2 separate regions of the Mus musculus genome follow, and region 1 is linked to region 2. A link is a contact called in public Hi-C data. All regions are on one chromosome and are shown on one strand. The core of a region is the stretch at or near the end of the contact, and the rest is flanking DNA. Distances in the headings are between cores, read along the strand shown. Region 1 has its middle 110 kb from the start of Gm34297. Region 2 has its middle 50 kb from the start of Gm34297.

What was found. Hi-C and Micro-C count contacts between places; a contact is called where the count stands out from the background.
Region 1: a contact with region 2 is called in a Hi-C map of cerebellar granule neurons, with 1.8 times the contacts expected there. The contact joins two enhancer-like sites. A contact is called at or near these places in 1 of 15 datasets of contacts at CTCF or cohesin (pro-B cells), 6 of 484 Hi-C or Micro-C datasets (cerebellar granule neurons, cerebellum, cerebral cortex and 1 more) and 1 of 115 datasets of contacts at active chromatin or transcription factors (bone marrow-derived macrophages).

The regions. Positions count from the first base shown.
Region 1 is chr10:98,643,124-98,648,169 of GRCm38.p6, reverse strand. No RefSeq gene overlaps it. Among named protein-coding and RNA genes, the nearest start is that of Gm34297, 110 kb to the right of the region's middle. Within about 2 kb of position 2,174, at least 12 of the 459 cell types and tissues checked have an H3K27ac peak or open chromatin away from gene starts, as enhancers often do. A contact at or near this core is called in cerebellar granule neurons and cerebellum, where this site is marked.
Region 2 is chr10:98,484,862-98,490,172 of GRCm38.p6, reverse strand. No RefSeq gene overlaps it. Among named protein-coding and RNA genes, the nearest start is that of Gm34297, 50 kb to the left of the region's middle. Within about 2 kb of position 3,717, at least 31 of the 459 cell types and tissues checked have an H3K27ac peak or open chromatin away from gene starts, as enhancers often do. A contact at or near this core is called in cerebellar granule neurons and cerebellum, where this site is marked.

The DNA of each region.
Region 1 (5,046 bases), core at 925-3,424, 160 kb before region 2:
ATTTAGAATAATGCTTTCATGCAGCAGTGATTCGGCAAATACTTGTTGACTAAATAAATAATGAAAGAGAAAGCCATCAGTCAAAGATTGTGCTTGCTACATCCAAGAGGGAACCACTAAAAAATGGGGCAATGATAAATATGGTTTTCACATGGATCCCCCAATAGTTGGAGCAAGACCCGTCTCTTGACTCTATTGCCTGCCATTGGATCACCTTCCCCTACTTGTAGGGCCTCATTGGTCAGGCCTCAGTGCAAAAGGATGTGCCTAGTCCTGCTGTGACTTGATATCCCAAGGTCATACTGAAGTGGGGCTTCCCTTTCTTGGAGGAGAACCAGAGGGGTGATGGGGGAAGGGTTTGTGAGGATAGGACTGGAAGGAGAAGAGGAGGTGTGGTGACTGGGCTATAAAGTGAATAAATAAACCAATTAAAAAAAAAAACAAGAAAGAAAATGGCACACCCTCTAAATTTTCCTGAAAAAAAAAAAAGTTTGATTTGGGTTTAGGTTCTTTGCTTCTATCTCTTTATGGAAAAAAATTGGAGGGTTGAAAAGCAAATTTTGGGACCACCATTAAGATTGATTCCTAATACAAGGCTAAGCCTGTTTCATGAGGAAAAACTAGAAGCCTTGATGAAATAAGATAAATCAATAATTGCCAGGTTATGAAACAGAAACACATTGACCATGTTCCTAAGCTCACCTAGGTCTGACAAAGAAAACATTTAGATGAGTGTGCACTGTGACAGGCATGGTTTGGTTTCCTCCAAACTTCCTGTTTCGAACTAGAGACTTTTAAGTTGACAGTGTTAGGAAGGAGTCCTTTGAGAGGGGAGTAAAGGGTTAAGGCAGAAACATCCCAGGTGTTATTAGTGGCCTCATAGGAGGGAGCTGGTTCACCCCTTCCTTCTCTTGTGAAAACACAAGAGAAGGTACTGTTTAGGGAATGAACCTTCACTACACCTTGAGTCTGCAAATGCCTCCATCTTGGATTTTCTCAGTCTCCGGAGGAATATATTTCTGTCTCTTTAAGCTACCATTTTAATGTTTTGCTGTGTAAGCCTGATCTGATTTTATTTATTATTTTATTTTTCAAGAGAGGCATTTCTTCCCCTTGGAGAACTTTCTAATATCTTACAAAGACAACTTAGAATAGTGGTAGAGCACAAATCTGGCAGGTTCAAGGCTCTGGTTCAATCTCTGGTCATGGAAACAATCAAACAAGCAAGAAGCTATGCACTCAGGAAACATGTGCAATGACATCCATATTTAATGAGATTCAACATTTCTTCTGCATAATAAAGGCCTGTGGGGCAGGAAACACTGCATAGTGTGATATTACCAATCACTGCAAGATTAGTCAGAGTTGCTAGTATCTATGTGGCAGCAGAGAAGACATCACGTGTCTATCTTCCCAAGGTTCGCATAAGATTAGTGCAGTATTTCAGCCTAAGTGACTAGGAAGGGTAAACAATAACATTCTGATTTTTGTGGCTCAGCAGGAACACATACTTATTTGGTTGTTAAAAATCTGCTGGTTGCTAAGCATCCCTCAATGCAAAAAGATGGTTCCCAAGGTGGATGGACAAAGGGCCAGAAGCAGATCACAAAGGGAACTCTGTATTTTAATATTGCCCTCATTTCCCACTTTCTCCTCATTAAAGATTCAGCTTCAGTTGGGCCCAGACAGAAAACACGCCATCTCACTGATGTATGTAATGAACCAGTCGTCACTGAAACAAAAGGAAATATGCTGCGATCTGAAAATATTCCGCCAAGTTGTGAAAGCAGACGATTGCTTGCCAAGGGAATCAGTTTTAAATTCAAGAGAACTCGTTGAGTTCAGCAGAGGCATCAAGTTTGTGTTTTGCAAAAGCAACATTTGACTCTCTCTCTCTCTCTCTCTCTCTCTCTCTCTCTCTCTCTCTCTCTCTCTCTCTGTGTGTGTGTGTGTGTTTATATACCCATATCTTATACCATATATGAATCTTTGCTCCTTGAGTTAAGAGAAAGCAAAAAGAACAAACCACCACCATTCAAAATGCTACCACAGATGGCATGCCCATCCATGTGGGTAAGGGCTGCTGAGCAGGCTGAAGGGTACACCCTGTACGCATGTGTCTTCCATGCTGAGCAGCCAGCCCTCTAATGGCCCTGTGCTGCACCCAAACATGCCTCCTGCCCAGGGAAGTGCCCGATTCTCTCATGGTCTGCAGGCTTCTCTTGCTCTCAGGCTCTGCTCTGTCCATGGCAAAGCAGGTTGGACCACAAGGCCGTTGCTTCTCAGCGGTCAGCATGCTGTCCCACTGGGTAGCTGCCTACGCTTGTCACAGTGACTCTGCTCCTTCCGTTAGCCATTTGGCCACTGTATGATGTCGAGGCTTTGGTTAGTTCCCTGATTAATGAGAAGAACGACATGCGGGGATGGTAATTAGATGGCTTAGTAAGTAGCCTGTGGATTTGGCCCGAGACTTTGGAATCATGGTCACAGGTTTCGCTGTGAGTTGGCTTCACTGTAGACGATGCAGGGAATTTGAAAAGCTTCTTCCTGTATCTCTCTTTTCACCCCCCTCTCTCTCTTCCCACTGTCTCCATGTTTCTTTTGCCAATATTCCTAACAACTCTTCTAAACCAGAGCAAACTGTCCGTTAGTGGCGGCACTCACTCTTACGCCTTAGCCTGGAACCCAGTGCTTTGCAACTAGGTAAATCATACACATAGCTCCAGCAGCATTTTATCTGTGCCAACAAATGATGGCAATAACAGCACCATTGTGTGGTTTTTCTTGGGCCTTATTAATTATAAGGAGCATTTGCTCTGTCATTATTCCCCTGTGTCATACGACAAAGCTAGGTTTTAAGATTGCGAGTGCAGCCTGCGAGACTCCAGCGGGCCTGGGGGTATTATGCAAGAACGACTCAATAGTCTATAGATCAACAATGTGGCATTCATTTATAAAACTTAAGGGTTTTGAGTAATAATACAGAGACATGAATTCAATCACACTAGACGAAGAGTCTCTAGTCTTTGCCTACTCTTACTAAGTAGATCAAATACTCTAAATTCATTGTCTGGGTTTGCCTTACTTTCTTGGCAATATAGCCAGACTCTCGGTTGTTCCTCCAGTCTGTCTCCATAAGTACATCATTCATGTGGGCTGTTGATGCATCCTAGAGTCTGAAATGACTTTTATTGTTTGGAACTTATTGCTAAAAATGATTATTTCAAAAGAATCCTGGGCAACTTATATTATTATTACTACCAACATCATCATTATTAGCCATTATCTTTCTATAGCTATGATTGCTTGCTAGAATTATAAGCAGGGAAGGGAAGTGCTCTGGTGAAAGACATAAATGCTACCTTGCATTGGAAGAAAGGAAACATTGATACCTCTATTAAAATTATAATGTAGCACAGATAATAAGCACTCAACAATTATTTGTAGGGTGCAGTAGAAAACACAAACATTCACCCATTTTTCAGGCATTCTCATTCATCCCGTTCTGCTGAACTTCTGAGCATCACAGGAACAAAACAAGATGCAGTATGTGAGGGTGACTGATACAGGACCTACAGCTTTCAGAGTCCCATCCCAGCTACAGCGCTTTGTCTACATGGCAGTTCCGGCTAGTCTTGTTTGCTTGAATTGTGATGCTCAGACCTGATTTAGCAGGATGATTATTTCTCATTTAAGATGAGAATTGTGAAGTCCAAAGGGAATAAATAAACTCTTAATGTTTGCTGAGTTAGTAAGGGGAATGGCAGAAGGAAGTGGGATTATATGCCGGTTGGTCAACCTGAAGACAATGCCCGTGAGCTCTCCAAAATGGCATTTTGTTTTGGAGGGGTCGGAGGTGGGGAGATTGGGGGAGAGGGGGAAGAGAGAAAAAGAGAGAGAGAGAGAGAGAGAGAGAGAGAGAGAGAGAGAGAAGAGGAGAGGAGAGGAGAGGAGAGGAGAGGAGAGGAGAGGAGAGGAGAGGAGAGGAGAGGAGAGGAGAGGAGAGGAGAGGAGAGGAGAGGAGAGGAGAGGAGAGGAGAGGAGAAATTAGTTTGGTGCCATACGTTACATAGAGTGTTGATTGATTTTTTTTCACATCCCTCAGAAGCCACTATTCTCCTTTATGATTGGATGGACAGACTTGGGAACAGTGAATAAATCTTCTCTAATTCTCTCTGTTCTCATTTTACTTTATGATAGTTTTACTCAGCTATAGTCATGGCATCCTTGTTTTTCTTTACCACACACGTTTTCATGCCCTGGCTTTGTAATTTAATGTGGTGGAACCAAAGGCAAAAGAGATCAGGCTGTGGGATCATCAGAGAATTGATAAAGTAGAAGAAAACGCAGAGTTGAACGGTGGTTAGAGCACTGTATTCTAAAGCACTACATTGGGCATCAAAGTATGTATTGTTGGATTTCATGTACTTATTTTAAACATAGCCCATGTCTGAATGAGATAGAAGAAGGACAAGGCAAGAAGCTCCCTTGGGAATAGATTGCTAGCATTAGGTTTAAATACAGACCTACCTGGTAACAGAAAGATCATTTCCTGAACAATTGACTTTATTTTGCCTTTAAAAAAATAATTAACAACTCACCATTAACAACTTCTAAATAAAAAATGCATTATGCAATATGATTAGCCAGACCCAAAGTCTATACGTTTCAATGAACTATACTGTTAGAACAGCCACTCTGAAGCTGTGTGGAAATTCATAGTGGTAATTTACACTTTTACTATGAAATATATGTTTGTGCACTTACCCACCCTTACCAAAAACAATGACAGTAAAATCTAGAAAAACAGTTAGCTTTATATCTTATTTCATGACTCGTGTACCTATTACCTGGATTTTTTTACTTCCTCCTCATCAAATACCCATTCCTGTCCTCTTTTCTTCATGTTATACTGTACTCATATGTACATTTATTTACACACACACATGCACACGCATGCACTCTTGCGAGCACACACGCACACTAGGATCTTTATATAGGGAAAAACTGTGTCCTTTTTTCTTTCTGAGGTTTACAGGGGAGTCT
Region 2 (5,311 bases), core at 2,468-4,967:
AAAGAGGAATAGGAAATTGGGAAAATGAACAAAAATTAAAAAAAAATGATCTAAAGGGGACTATTGGCTCAGTTCATTAGCACTATGTTCAAAGGAAAACAAGATTTGTAAAAGAAAAAAGGCAGGGAGATTGTTATAAGACTCTTACGTTATAGACATGTGAATTACATAGGAGAAAATAAGTCAAAGTTAGCTAAGGCTATAGATTGAGAGGCCAAATCTTTTAAATTCTATTCTATTCTAGAGAAACTGACCTAAGTTTGAACTCAGGTAAACTAACAGGCTGTTACTTCTCATTAGTTTTCAAGTTACCCCCCCAACAAAACATGAGCTTAGCTCCAATCTCTAGACTAACCCCCAACAAGACCTGCATCTGTCCAGGTTATACCACAACAAGAACAATGTACCCAGGTTATTACCCCAACAGCTCTGCATCCCCAGGTTACCAGCCTGGCCCCTGCCTAATGACCACCAATGCAGAGGGAAACAGAAATTAAGTTTATGATATGATTCCAAGCACCAGCCAATTATCCTGGTAGCTCTCCAATTAGATGATTAAACAACCCCTTCCACACTTGTAGCTTTTTATAAAGCCTTGCCCTAATATATATTCAGGGCTGCCCACCATCAAAACCATCCTGTTTGATATCAGTATGTTGAGGGGTGGGGCAGAGCTAGCTCTAATATAAAAAGCCCTACTGTGGTTGCATCAGATAGGCTCCTGTCTGTTTTTTTGGAGGGATCACTAACACTTCCCTGGCACTACAAGATCAGTGTTAGAGTGCTTATCCTGTTCAAGACACACACTGGATTCAATCACATAACCAGCAGCTCTCTCTCTCTCTCTCTCTCTCTCTCTCTCTCAGTCACACACACACACACACACACACACACACACACACACACACACAAATAAAATAAAAAAGGAACTGAAGGTTCCCATGAATGAATTCTGAATTCTGGATTTTTGGTTGGTCAAAAGTTACATTATTCCTATTCCTTTCCATCTCAGTGTGGCCCCCTGAACAGTTTTAACAATCTGATATAGAACCTCTGGGAAAGTCCTCTTACAAAACATGGGACATTTCTTTTCTTATTTCCTTCATTTACTGGTGGCTTTGAGTATTGTTGTGGCACTTGGGGATTCAGCCATCACTTTGGATGCTAGAAACTGGGGACCACATGGCAGTATTACAAGGAACTTGTAGCCTGACATATTTTTTCTCCCTTTTCTCCATTCTAAATGAGGGGGTTATATTTGGATATGAGAGAAGAAGGCATCAATAAAAAATATTGAGGCTATAAATACTGATAAGAGGAGTGGTATCACTCCCTCTATTTTCCTGCATGAACAGATAAGATGATCAGTTTCTGGTTTTCCAGCGTGCAAACAGCCAAGCAACCAAGGCATGCTGAAAAGACAGTAAAATCAGTCTGCATTTGTAATGTCCAGGTATTCCTGATGTAGGCACCTGATCTAGGTAAGAGAAAGGTGTACCTTTGTATCCAGAGCTACGGAAGCATGGCAGAGTGCAGGCATAATAGAGAGGGCAAGGGTATGGATGCTGTGCACTTGTCTCCAGGTATTTAAACAGTCGGGGTTGATGACAGCTCTGGAGACCTCAGCATTCATGGTGGAAACTATGGGAGCTGACCCTCAGCTCTACCACTGACTAATGAATTGGTAGCAGGAAGCAAGCCATCATCTCTACCTCCAGTGCAAATTCTTTCCTTTGTAAAATGAAGGCCTCGTGAAATCATTAATTCGTTCAGAATACACATTGAATGGGAGTCCCTCCAATGCACCTAAGAATATTCAATAATTAAAAGACCCCTTTTGGTCCTCGGGTGAGTTGCATGGGAATGAGGTCTTGATGTAATTAAATAGGGTCTTCCTCCTCCTCCTCCTCCTCCTCCTCCTCCTCCTCCTCTTCTTCTTCTCCTTCTCCTTCTCCTTCTCCTTCTCCTTCTCCTCCTCCTCCTCCTCCTCCTCCTCCTCCTCCTCCTCCTCCTCCTCCTCCTCCTCCTCCTCCTCCTCCTTCTTCTTCTTCTTCTTCTTCTTCTTCTTCTTCTTCTTCTTCTTCTTCTTCTTCTTCTTCTATTAGATAATTTATTTACATTTCAAATGTTATCCCCTTTCCTGGTTTCCCCTCCGAAAATCCCCTCCCTATTCCCCTCCCCCTGCTCACCAACCCACCCAATATAGTGAGCTGTAACCCCGAAAAAAGGACAGTAGGAAACAACAAGGGTGCCGCAGGTAGGGAAAAGCTCTGCTGGTCCTGTGCTTAGATGAGCAAGAGTTGCTGAGTGAATCAGACAATGATGGAAATTTCCAGGGAAGGACTAACCTTGTAGATGCTTGTTGGCGTCTCTCACAGCTTTGATATTTTTCTTTGTTTCTATCTCATTTGGCGCTGGAGAGGGGCTTGAACCAATGTATGGTAGGAGTGTGGGGATGAATACATAAAGACAAGAGAGAAGGAGATCATTTTGTGAACCCCTTTAACCAATGGAAATGAATTTAAAGCGAATGCTATGGAGGAGGACCCATGCACTAGATGACGAAAACCGCCTTTGTCTGATTTATGCTGATTTTTTTGGTAAGGTCTTAGAGATGGTTTAAAAATGGCTCAGCAGAATTGCAAGGCCTCCTTTAGTTGTCCCACCCAGAGTAGGGCTGGAGAACTTGAGCTTTATAAAGATATCCGCTTACTAGGGGGTAGGTCTTAGGCAAGTTTAACTACTTTTAAGCCTCGATCCCCTCATCTGAAAAACAGGGTATAATAATAGTATTTCTTTCCTGGGGTGAGATTCAAATCTATTAAATATGGACAACCAGGCTGGCGCAAACAAGCACCATGATGTTGCCTATTTTACCTGCGATTTACATATAATCCTCTGCCAAAGTGAGTTGTATGTGGTACCATGTGTTTGTGCAGGGTTGACTAGCTTAACATTCTCCCTCATCTAAGTGATGACTTAGAATCCATTTCCATTATCAGAGCAAGAAAGTATGTCCAGTGAGACCCTATTCTGGACACACAATGGATAAGACACAATATGCAGTAAATTCATTATTAAAATATGTCTTAAATATCAGAAGAGTATTTAGGAAATCTATGGAGGCAGCTGCCTGGCTTGTCCAGAGGCCATTTCTGCATCGCATGCCAAGTGTACAATGACAGACGTCATGACAGGAGTTTGACACAGGAGTTTGACTCAGGATTTGACTCAGCTGGTTTATATACCCCCTTTGCCTTCACAGATCTTTCTCCCTCAACATTTAACTGTTATTTTTTAAGAGGAAAATCTGAGCCAGTAACCAGGACACCGGAGGAGAGTCAAGGTTGGGCAAACGCGCTCTGTTATTAGCCACCAGCAAAAATGGTATTTTTAAACAAAAGCAATTTTTTAAGTTTCGATTAAGGGACTCAAAAGGATTTTCTAAAATGAATCCTGCTCTGAAGCAGTTCTTCTTCTCCTGCGACTTCACGTCGTTTGGACAAGCCGGTGCTTCGAAATGGTTCTTTTCCTGCTGACGTCACCGCATGGCTGCTTCTTCCTAGCAAGACTTAACTGAGGGTGCCCAGCCCAGGAGCTGCTTACCCTGAAGTGGCAGTGATTTTTTTTTTTCAAAAACAATAAAGCTATCTACACTCAGTCTCTCTTGATTATACTGCAGGAACAACCTGTGTAGGGAAACAATATCCTGGATCCTGCTGAAGGCTCACACAGATGGAACATCAGTGGGAGGAGCTGCCAGCGACTTCCCTGCCAACTTGTTAGTGCTGGAGACATTATCCTCTTGTTTTGCCAGTTTAATAGAGGATCAGTCGTAAAAATTCTCTGTGGGCTCAGCAACATAATTATTATCTATGGTCTCTGCATTAACTGTGAGGAAACATCGTGGTCTGAGTCTGCCTCATTTTAAATGCCGAGCTGTGCCCACATTTATCCCACAACCAACCTGAAAAATGCAACATCCCCTGAGCACAGCTATGCCTGTCATCATGGCGGATGCTAAGTATGTGCTTGCCTATGTCCTGCCGTTTAACAGTCAGTGCGCTCCTGCGGTGCTTGCCTCCTTTCCCCTGACCTTTTCCGACATCAGTGCCCTTGCGATTGAAAATTATTAAGCAGGGAAAAAAAAAATCTGTGTCACATTTAGTTCTGGTACTCAGTCCAGAAGAGCCAAGCCCCTGCAAATTTGGAAAACAAACTCCTTAACAGATGGGCCGCATAAAGTTTACAACATGTGCGGTGTGGGAGGTAGTATGACTCTAGGCGAGAAACAGAAGACTAGAAATTTGGGAGCGCAGAGTTTTTGAATTTGCTCTTGTTTCCTTTGGTTCTAGCAGATCACATAAGCTTATGCCCTTCAGTTCTCTCACATTACCTGATACCTTAACCTTATAAGCAAGTGAGTAATAAGAAATCAGGAAACGTTGTTTTTCTTAATAGGAAGCAGGAGCACATTGCTTCTTGTTATTGCCAGGACTGTGCACAACTGGTATCAATCTGCTAATAAAAACGGGGCTGCAGGATTTAGAAAAATCCCGTGTTGCAATTTTAAATTTGAAAAAACAGTTCTCTTTCACAGAGAACAGGTGTCTTTGGTCTATAAACGGCAAATATTAAGGCACCACAGAAAAGAAGTTGACCTGTCTTGAAAGAAAAGAATCATTGAAAAATTGTTGGTTGATGACTTCCAAATAGGCATGGCAGCATGTCTTGCAAGTGATCTCTGGAAGCTAAAGGTGTTAGAAATCATTTGAACTAAAGTGGTGTGATATGAACTTGATTATTGTGTGACAGGCAAGGGTGCTGAAACATGGATGGTCTTTGGTATTATTCCGGGTTATTTATTTAAGGACACAAATGTCTCAGCCACACCACAGGCCTACTGATTGGAAACAATGACAAGCAAACCTAGGGACTCTGTGCTTTGCAAAGTCCTTAAGCTGATACCAATGGCTAATCACAGTTGGTCTCTGTCATAATTTCTAAAACTATGTGAAGCAACAACAACAATTTGGTCATATAGATTATGACTGAAATTCCAAAGCCAAAGACAGAAATACAGGTGTTATCTTTTAAGAAGACATGAGAGGATGGGAGACAGAAAGTGTAAGGTCGGGAAGAGGGGTCCATGGTTCAGTCACAAGAAGGCCGGACAGGAAGCAATTGAGAGGAAAAGGCCTTCTGAAGGTGAGCAGGAGAGAAATTCAGAAGTGAAGGTTTGCAGATAGCGGCAAGGACAGTGTGGGTGCTTCCCTGCTGAACTGGTCTCAAAATTTGCTTTTAGTTTGAC